2 separate regions of the Arabidopsis thaliana genome follow, and region 2 is linked to region 1. The links are chromatin contacts, called in public ChIA-PET maps. All regions are on one chromosome and are shown on one strand. Each heading gives the region's core, a stretch centred on a gene start, on an enhancer-like site or on the middle of the called end of the contact. The rest is flanking DNA. Distances are from core to core; before and after follow the strand shown. Region 1 holds the start of BLH7 (BEL1-like homeodomain 7). Region 2 holds the start of ADC1 (arginine decarboxylase 1).

Evidence for each region. ChIA-PET counts read pairs in DNA pulled down with a chosen protein or histone mark.
Region 2: an H3K4me3 ChIA-PET map of shoot shows a contact between it and region 1, with 13 read pairs. The contact joins the promoter of ADC1 here to the promoter of BLH7 in region 1. A contact is called at or near these places in 3 of 26 Hi-C or Micro-C datasets (root, rosette leaf and vegetative nucleus) and 1 of 2 datasets of contacts at active chromatin or transcription factors (shoot).

Annotation. Positions count from the first base shown.
Region 1 is chr2:7,101,929-7,106,975 of TAIR10.1, forward strand. BLH7 (BEL1-like homeodomain 7) reads right to left here and starts at 2,000. Exons shown (of 5, transcript NM_127194.4): 1 at 1,487-2,000; 2 at 721-1,312; 3 at 256-635; 4 at 114-174; 5 at 1-17. The coding sequence starts at 1,272. It overlaps AT2G16405 (Transducin/WD40 repeat-like superfamily protein), which reads right to left. Exons shown (of 12, transcript NM_147322.4): 8 at 5,002-5,047; 9 at 4,647-4,822; 10 at 4,393-4,514; 11 at 4,206-4,282; 12 at 3,411-4,100. The coding sequence ends at 3,987.
Region 2 is chr2:7,150,369-7,155,415 of TAIR10.1, forward strand. ADC1 (arginine decarboxylase 1) reads right to left here and starts at 3,062. Exons shown (of 1, transcript NM_127204.3): 1 at 146-3,062. The coding sequence starts at 2,536. The coding sequence ends at 428.

The DNA of each region.
Region 1 (5,047 bases), core at 750-3,249:
ATGAACCAGTTCGATACCTTTCAACAATCATCAAACGAAACAATGAAAAATGAACACACCAGAAAGAAAAGTATTAAATGAGAGAAACGGCACAAAAGCTAACAGTGCAATACCTGGCCTCGGCTCAACCCCGTTTGTCTAGCGAGCATGATCTTGTCTGAATCCTTTGGATAACTAAGCTCAAGGTTTTGAAACAAATGGTCAGAGTCTCTTGTGGTCAATCAAAAAATTCACAAGAGTAGTAGAGAGACTTACGGGTGGAGGAAATGCTCAAATAGCCAAGCACGGAGAACCAAAACAGAAGAATCTGGTAAACCGCGTTGAGGCCGCCAAGTGTGAGGTTGCATCACACCTAACCGCTGCAACGCTCTTTGTTGCCTTACCTGTTGATCAACATTCCTTAACCTGCTTATCCCCACTCCTCTCCCATCTGATCCATCCTGTTCCCCTCCTAAACTTTTCCTTATCACCAAGATTTGTCCGGATATCGCATCCCTTAAGCAACGGAAATGCCTCGAGATGGTCTGAAGCGCAAGGGCTGTGTATGGTTTGGCTGCTCCACATCCGGCTATTACATCGAAAGACGACACGACTATCTGCATCTGATGGTAATACTGCTTGTAATTTCTATCCACCTTCAAACAACAAAGAAACAAACAACATTTATGTTACCACGAGAATCATTAACAAGTGTAGAAGATATGTTGTAAGGCGGATTACCTCGTCTAATATCGATAAAAGTTTCGACAACTTGCTCTGCAATTCTTGCCTCTCTGCTTGAGGGATTTCAGCAGTATTCGTCTGAAGATTCTTCTCTTTCACTTCATTAATCTTATCTCCCTCTGGCTGAAACTGCTTTAGAGCTTTCTTAACATTAACAGTTTCATCAAGAAGCTCTTGAGCAGCTTTGAGATACTTTGAGTTGTGAATGGTTCGAGTAAATCCCGAAACAACCTGTGTTGCATACTCATTGTTATTATTGCCTCTCGATGTCTCAATCTGCGAGCTGAGGCCAAGACGCCTCATCACCGGGAAGCGATTCCTGTCATTGTCTTCTTGATCTCTCCAAGAACCAGAATCTTGAATCTCAACCATTTGTGAAACTCCACCAAGGCTTGACAACACTTGAATCTCTTTTGAAGGTGACACATTATTAGTTGAATCTCTAGGAAATGTCTCTGTGAAAGAATTTGTGTAGTTCATTGCGTTTCCAGGGACAAATTCTGGTCTGGAATAAATCTCACTTGAGCCAGTTTTGTAATAAGTGGCCATAGTCTTCTTCTTCTTATGATCAGATCAAACAAGGAGTCATCTGTTTCAGAATCAAACACAAACAACACTAAACCCTTTTTATACTTCACATTATGTAATAAAATCTTAATTAAGCAAATTTTAAGAAATTGAACCAATGAAAATTATGAGAATTATCTCTCTGCATGAATTTAAGAATTTAAAAAGAAGAAGAAAGGATAGATTAAAGAATTACCAGGAAAGCATCTGCTGGCTTTGTGGGTGTTAAAGGAGACACTAAATCTCAAATTGAAGAAGGAAAAAAGAAATGTTTTTTTTTTTTTGTTTTAACTCTTGATGATCCCAAGAACACAAACTTAACAACAAACTCTTTATCTCCTCAAATCAAAATCTTGATAATACAAAATGTTTTACCCACACAAAAGATTCAAGAAAACAAAAGATCCATCCTCCTTAAAGCAAGTTTCCTTTTTGAAGTAGAGATTTCATTAAAAGCTGGTTCTTGAACTTGCTTCTTGATTCTTCTTCTTGTTTCTTGGAGTCAAGTCTTTTGGTGAAGATAACAAAAACAGATCAAAATGTTTTCAAGAGTAAAAATGTGGTAAGGAGATTATGTTCTTAACAAACCAGTTGGTAGAGATCTAAACCCTTTTCTAAAACCTAATCCTAAACCCTAATGCCTCTCTCTTTCGTCTCTCTGGCCTTTCTGTTTGTTTGCTGCAATAAAATTGAATGAAGCTATAACCACCATACAATCATTTTCTGTGTTTTTTATATTCTTATCTAAAAATATTTGATATATTCCTGATTGGTGTCAATAGTAAAAGATATTTTCGTAATTCTTCTATAATAATGTGTTTATCAAGCATATTTGGAGAATAAGACAAATATATAATGAACGTTTTTCATATCTAATTTTGGTGCTATGCAATTTTTTAAATATTTCATGTCCGATTTGTAATCAAAGATAATATTAATTTTTGTGTAGACTAGTCCATCTTTATTAGAGTGGGGAATAATTTGGGTAACGACGTGTCAAAGTTTACACACGGATGTTTTTTTTCAACTTCTTTTCAATAAAATAATTTCACTTTTTTGGTAAGCTTTTTACAGTTTCTTCTTCTTTGTCTTTAAATTTCACTTTCAAGTTTCAACATTTGATTTTTTTTTGTTCTTTCGAATAATATCTGTGATGGTCCACATGCTATTTACTATATAGTTGCATTTGCATACAACTATTTTTGCAAGGAATAAACAAAAAAAAAACACTTCATATTCTTATCTCTTTCTCATAAATAATGAATAAGTGGCCTTTTTCCCCACTTAGCTTTGTCTTTTTGTGCCCACAGATTTTAGGTATTTCTACAAATTTTCTAACTTTTACTTTCTTTTCACTAAGTGTAGGTCCATATCTTGTCATGGAGGACTTTACGATTACGAATCAGAAACAAATTGAGAAAATCCCAACTCCAAGACATTTTATAATAAGTCTGATTTGTAGTATAAGGTGGTACGAAATGGTGGTAAGAGGTAAGTCAAATTAAAATGTGTGGTGAGATATCTTAGTGTGATAGAAAATGGTGGTACCACCTTTTCTTACCAACACACTGAAAGGTTATAGTTTTTGCATGGAGAGACCAAAATAGACTTTTTGTGAATTAAGTGATTTAGTTATTTTCTATGAAAAAAAAAATTACGAAATACACAAGAGTTAATTTTGTGGGAAAACATAGGTAAGCATTTTATTTAAATTTACACTTCAAAATATGAGAATAAAAACTTGAAAAGAAAATAAAAATAGTAAATTGGGGTGGATAAGTGAAGAACGTGAAATGATGGGTAGCGAAGAGAAAGAAGTCTGAATTGGGACAGAGATGGCAGAAGGAGAAAGAGAGAGAGAGACCTGGACAATGGACAGATAGAGTCAGTGGATAGGGAAGAGTGTCTTCATAATATACGACGACCAACCAACCCTTCTTCTTATTATTATTAATCCAATATGAACATGACGCCGAAGATATTTGCTTGGGAAATAAGAGAATTGTAAATGTTAAGTTTTTATTAGTGCCCTACTTACGTTGAAGTTGAGATTCTATTGCTTTTAGTAAAAGAATTAATACACAAAACACTCGGATTCTTTTTGCTGGTTGAAATACGTTTAATTATTAGCATGATTATCTAGTCCAACCACTTCCACACTAATATAAGCACCAAATGCTCATCAGTTACATAATTTGAATTCAATATAATCCTAGAGCCACATTTCTCTAAGAGAACCAAGTATCATATTCCATTTGGTCCCCTGAAGAATTAGATGAACCAGCTTGCCGGAACTTGTTGAACCTGGGTCTCTTGGGTGAGAGCTGAGTATCTTGACCAACTAGACTACAATGGAATGTTGTTTATGTAATCTTCATTAATTTTACTGATAATTAATCTGGTTCATGATAATGTGACAAAACAAAAAACATTGCGAGTACAATTAACTTGATCTCTTCAAATTGTCTACCAACTTATCTATGGAAAGAGTTATTAACTCATTAAGGACGTGTCTGTTCCAACCATTTAAGCTATTGAATCTGTGCATAGGAGTGTCACAGAACTATATCTTTATAAGAGATGGGAAACTAAATTGACACAGTTTTGAGATTAGCGATACAGAGATGATGCCAAACCCAAAGCCTTTGTGGCAAAAATGACGGATTTAGATTCATTTATAATATTATAGACAAACCTTATGAGCTTGTCTTTGCTCTTTTCCATACAATGACAACACCATAGAAATCAGACGAAGCCAACAAGTTCTCCCCATGGTTCCACGCAACACACATTACTGGAAACCTGTGACCCTGCAAGCATCCATTTCTCACAACTCGTGAATCCTGTTTCCTATAATTCAAAATCCATACACAAAAGTTTCAGATAAAAAAAAAGAAAAGAAGTTATTGTCTAACCTGTAGCTTGTTTACACATGTGTGCTTCGGTTTGGTTAGATCATAGAAGTAGACATTCGAGTCTTCGCTTCCAGCAACTGTAGTTTCAAACAAGAAGAAACGCGGAGAAAATGACTTGCACTTCTCAAGAGACCTATGAATCTACTATTACCAAAACTATAGGTAAATGAAGGATTGAAATTCAAACCTATGTATTCTCCTTTCTCTAGTGATAATAGCGGGCAAAACGATGCTTGGATTCTGTGTATTCGCGGGGCTAATTTGAGGGAGCAACGCAAAGTCAAATAACCTTTTATCTGAAGGGCAACACTGCATCACCAACACAAAGCAGAAAAATCAATTATAAGGATCTCTAAGGACCTTGACAAAAAAAAAAAAAAAAAAAAGGATCTCTTAAGGAAAAACAAGAAAGAAAAAAAAGAAGTAGTTCTGTCGCCAAACCTAAAGAAACTCAAGTTTCCGTCCTGAGTACATGTGAGCAGAACAGGGCCTGATGCCAGGAGGGAGAAGCTTCTGTACTTCACAGTGGTGACAGGAGATTTGTGATTTGTACGATGACGATGAGACCGGGATAATGACCCTGTATGCGAATCCATGCTTACTGAATATACAGTTCCCTGCAATTATTATTAACTACCTTGTAAAAACAATGTAGAAATGCCTTTTTCTAGCATACCGAACAAATGCAAAAATTGATCAGTCTTGACCACAACATAGGTAATCGGTATAGCCAACCATAACCATAACAGACCATCTCCCTAGTTTTTATCTTTTTACATCAGTATAGAAAAGTTACCTGCCCATCTCCACAGAAAATTATTTGGCCAGTGTGATCATGGTCC
Region 2 (5,047 bases), core at 1,812-4,311, 50 kb after region 1:
TGTGTGTGTTTGTGAATTGTGGTGTCATATTCTACGGCTAACAACCACATCCTTCACTTATATTCTTGATCCAACGTCGTTACCTTCAATTTGCATTACCCAAATTGTCTTTGACTCTTTGCATAGAATACTCATTGTTTTTTATTCCAGAAGCTCTTCAATAGTCCAAAGGGATTTACAAATGCATTTAGCCTATATTCGGAAAAAGACTTATAACAGCTCATTGACATGGTTTAACAGATTGCTCATTGTTAATTTAGTGAATGATGATAAATGATAATATTATTAAATTTTGCTAAGAGTTTGTCTTATTACAAGAAAATAACTTAAAACTTTAAAACTGAACTTAAAGACAAATAAGAACTAGGATCGTAATCAATCGTACGGTGAAGATCAAAGACAGAGGATGTTGTCAAGTCTCTCTCAATCAACCGAAATAAGACCAATTCTCATCTTTGCCCTTGCCGCCGCCACCAGCTGCAGCTTCATCGCAGTAGTAAACGCCAAGGTTATTGACCGCTGCGGTGAGAGCGTTTGTTGACGTTTCCATGGAAAGATAAGGCATGTTGTTGAATGACTTAGCAAGACACGATGCGACTACTAGTTTGTCGTTCCCCTTATCACCACAAGCTTTGTTGTTGTTGTTCCTCGGCTCCTCGGCTCGGTGTTTAAGAGTCTGAAACATGAGCTCAGGCTCATGCTGCATTGCTCTGAGGACATCTGCAGAGGATTGGCCCATCACAGCACGGGTCACTGCGAATCCGTGAGGTCCATCGCTCTGCAATACGCGAACCACGCTTGGTCCACCGAACAGATTGTGGACTCCACCGAGAGCTTCCTCATAAGCTCCACCTAGGAACATTCCCAAATAGTACCGCCCACCGCTGCAGCCATTGTTGTCCATCTCGTGCAATGGCAAGCTCGATTCTCCGCCTATGAACTTGTTGATCTTTCCGTCGCTGTCACACGTCAAATCCGATAAGATCCCTCTCGCGGCAGGCCTTTGGTCAAGTTTATGGATTGGAACAATAGGAAACAGCTGATCAATCCCCCAGAAATCAGGAATCGAAGTGAAAACCGATAGATTGACATGGTAAGTAAGAACCGGATCCGATGCACCAATCGCCTTAATCACCCACTCGCATAATCCATCAACACCAGCTAACTGTTCAATGCCCAAGGAACCTTCTTTGAACCCTTCAACACATCTCTGCTTCAGCTGATCAACATAAAGCAAGCAGCTTTCACGATCACCACGCATAGCAGCACCATAAAGATTCTCGTAATCACCTCGAACTTCCTCAGAGTACCCTTCAAGCATAAACTGATGATCAGTAGGGGTCTCATGTTGTTGACCAGCTGAGACAGCTTCAAAGATCAACACCGAGTGATGAGACACAATGGCTCGACCGCTCTCGCTGCAAATCACCGGATGCTTCACAGACTTCTGATCACAAACAAACCTAACCGAAGCCACAACAGCTGCAGCATACTCCTCGAGACTATAAGCAACAGAGAGATCCGACTCCCCCGATTTAGACCCGTCGTAATCAATCCCCAACCCACCACCAATATCAATCACCTTCATATGAGCACCAAGACGGACAAGCTCACAGTAAAGCTGCGCAGCCTCAGCCACACCGTCGGAAAGCAAAGCCGTGGACGGAATCTGTGAACCAATGTGAAAATGCAGAAGCTGGAGACAATCAAGCATACCAACTTGACTCAGCTTCCTCACCACACGAAGAATCTGAACCGTAGTCAAACCAAACTTCCCCTTCTCACCAGAAGTAGAACCAAAATGACCAGAATGTTTAGTTCTAAGCTTAGCTCTTAACCCAATAACAGGCCTAACATTCATCTTCTGGCTCAAATCAATAACCAAATCAAGCTCTTCTTCTTGCTCAAGAACAATAACAGTATTCAATTCAAGTTTCCTCCCAAACAAAGCCAATGAGATATACTCAGAGTCTTTAAAACCATTACACACAAGAAAAGCTTCAGGATTACCTTTACACAAACAACTCATAGCAAGAAGAATCTCAGGCTTGGAACCAGCTTCTAAACCGAATCGAAAACCGGATCCGAATTCGACAATATCTTCGATGATAAACCGATCTTGATTACATTTCACAGGATACACACCTTGGTAATGAGAATCATATCCTTGACTCTGAATCGCGTAATCAAACGCGGATTGAAGACACTCAAGACGATTCTTCAGAACATCAGGGAAACGAACAATAAGCGGAAGCTGTAATCCTAAACCACTCGGATCTGTAACTTTCTTCACAACTTTCATCAGATCGATGTCTTGGTGAGGTAAAGTGTTTGAGCCATGAGGACGAACAGAGATGTTCCCGGAGGAATTCGCTGCGAAATACGGAGCTCCCCATCCGTCGATACGGTAAAGAGAGGAGGAGAGGGACGGAGACCAATGGCAGGAACCGTCAACAACGGCGGTGGAAACAGACGACGGTGTAAAGATACTGGAAAAGGTATCGATGGGAGTATCAACAAAAGCTAGAGCAGGCATCTTCTTCTTCTTCAACGAACGGTTACAAATGAATTCAAAATTTGTGGATTCAAATTTTCAACAAACAAAAAAAATGGAGAAAATGAATCTGTGAGTTTGTTAGATTTGGGGGAATTTGAAACCCGCCGAGGCGAAGAGCCTCGGGGCTAACCCCCTCAGAAGGAAGCAGGAGGTGAATCTATCACCACCGTGAAACCCGCCTTTTACGACCCGACCCGACCCGAAACTCTCCACGATTAACGTTCAGAAGAAAGCTTTTTTAAAAATTTTGGTTAAAAACGGAAAAAAACAAATGAAGTTTCCAAATCTGTATTCAACAACAAAACTTTTCCCTGAAAGAAAATGAGAATGAGAATTTTCTCGAGAAAATAGAGGATTGAGAATTTTCTCGGGAAAGTTTCAGGGAAGAGAGACGTGAAAGAAGAGAGAGATGGTGAGAAATGCATGAAGGAGGAAGGTTCGTTATATAGGGGAGAGTGGTGGCTGGTGGGAGAGAAGGTGAGATTCGGATGAGGTTGGATTTTGGGCTTGGGCCCTATTTTGTGATTCTCTACCTTTTTAATATTTTACTTAAATAATAATAATTAGATATTAACCGCCTATATTTTTATTAAATAAAAAATAATTGAATATTTTTTAGAATGATTTCTTGAAACATTTTAAAGTTTCAATTCTTTAAAATAAAAAATCCGAGTAAAATCAGATAACTATTTTAATTTTGGACGCCTGATAAATCAAGCTTCCTGCTCATTCGTAATTAGAATCATTTTGGTCCTTTTATAATATGGGTCTGAACCATTGTAACAGATAGATATTTGAATATTCAGTATATTTTGCTTCAGTTTAGGAAATCTTTGATGACTTGTCTTTAGATTCAATAAGCCTTTTAATCTAGATATTAACTTGCAGTATACCGCAGGTAGGCTTATATTTTAGTTCAACTAAAAACTTTTATTGTAAAGATGATTTAAAAGTATATGATATTATTTTATTTGATTTTAAATGTATAGTAAACTGTGAGTTGTATATATTTTGTTGATATTATCTATATTGTTTAGTGTTTAAGATTATACACTTGTAGCTTGATTTTTAATTTAAGAGTTTCACCTGTAGTATACCATCTTGTATTAATATCGATCTAAACCCGTCAATTCTAGGATTTTTCAGCTTGTATTAAAAATTGAATCACATCTAATATGTTATTACTTATTGTAGTATATAAGATTATAAATTTTCAATATAATATGTATAAAATTGAATATAAATATTTCAAATTATGACATGTTACTCAGTAGAAAGTTTTCTTAAATCTATTTTTCACCCGTTATAATATTTTTTCATGTATTGAACAATTTATATTCGTTTTTAAAAATTTAAATTATGGCATATGCGAAAAAACTCTAATTATTTTTCTATAATGATGATATTATTTTTCGGCAAAAATAGAATCATATAAAGATGAGAAGTGAACTATAGTAATTAAGAAAAAATTAATATTATAATTTAGATATCAAATCTAATTTGTTGATTTTAATTGGTTACTTTTTTGGGAATTAATAATGTATTTCGTTTTTCTAATTAAATTAAATTAATTAAAATTTAGATATCAAATCTTTTATGTTGATTTTGATTGGTTATTATTTTTGAAAATTAATAATGTATTTCGTTTTTTAATTAAATTTAATTAATTAAATTAGTATTTGACTTTTTAATCCTCAAAGAGATAAAATAATTTACTCTTTAAAATTTTATTTCTAATGGCATACCTATGTAATTACTTACAAAAATTAAGGTTACATTTAAAATGTACTTCCCAAATAATATAATAGGATAACCTGTATTTGTTTTTTCTTTGACATTTTTTTCTTCGTTTGAAAAAAGAAATTTATGTTTGACCAAATAATGATTATTCATACTTCATAGCCACCGGAATCTTATTTCATGTTTTCAACTATTCAACCCAAATTCCTAATTGTGAACATATAAAACATTATGGATAACAAATATATATATCGCTAAAAATATTTTAAAAGGTGGATACTATATTTATAACAAGCCATCAAACTAACAAATATTAATTTTCTTTTTTTCAGCTCTACTAAATTCCTAAATTAACATGTTTCATACATACATATATATATAATATTAGTTTATATATAATTATTAATTATATTAAGATTTACAATATTGATTTGCATATGCTACTATAACATTAACTATGAGATTTACATATAAATGATTTTTTTTATTGAGATATCAATGTTTTTTTAGAATTTATTATAGAAGGTAGCCTGACTCATATAGATAAAGATCTCAAAAGATATTTGAGTCGTTTATTTTATTTTTATGAAAGTAGTAAAAGTTTATATATGGAGGTTTGGAGAAAAAAAAACGAAGAAGTGCAAAATTGGCCTTTAGTCTTTAGATATGAAAAGGTGACATTAGTATTTGTGGGTGCAAATTGAGGAGAAAAAAAAAAACCTTGAATATTAAGCATTTGATGATGGTTTG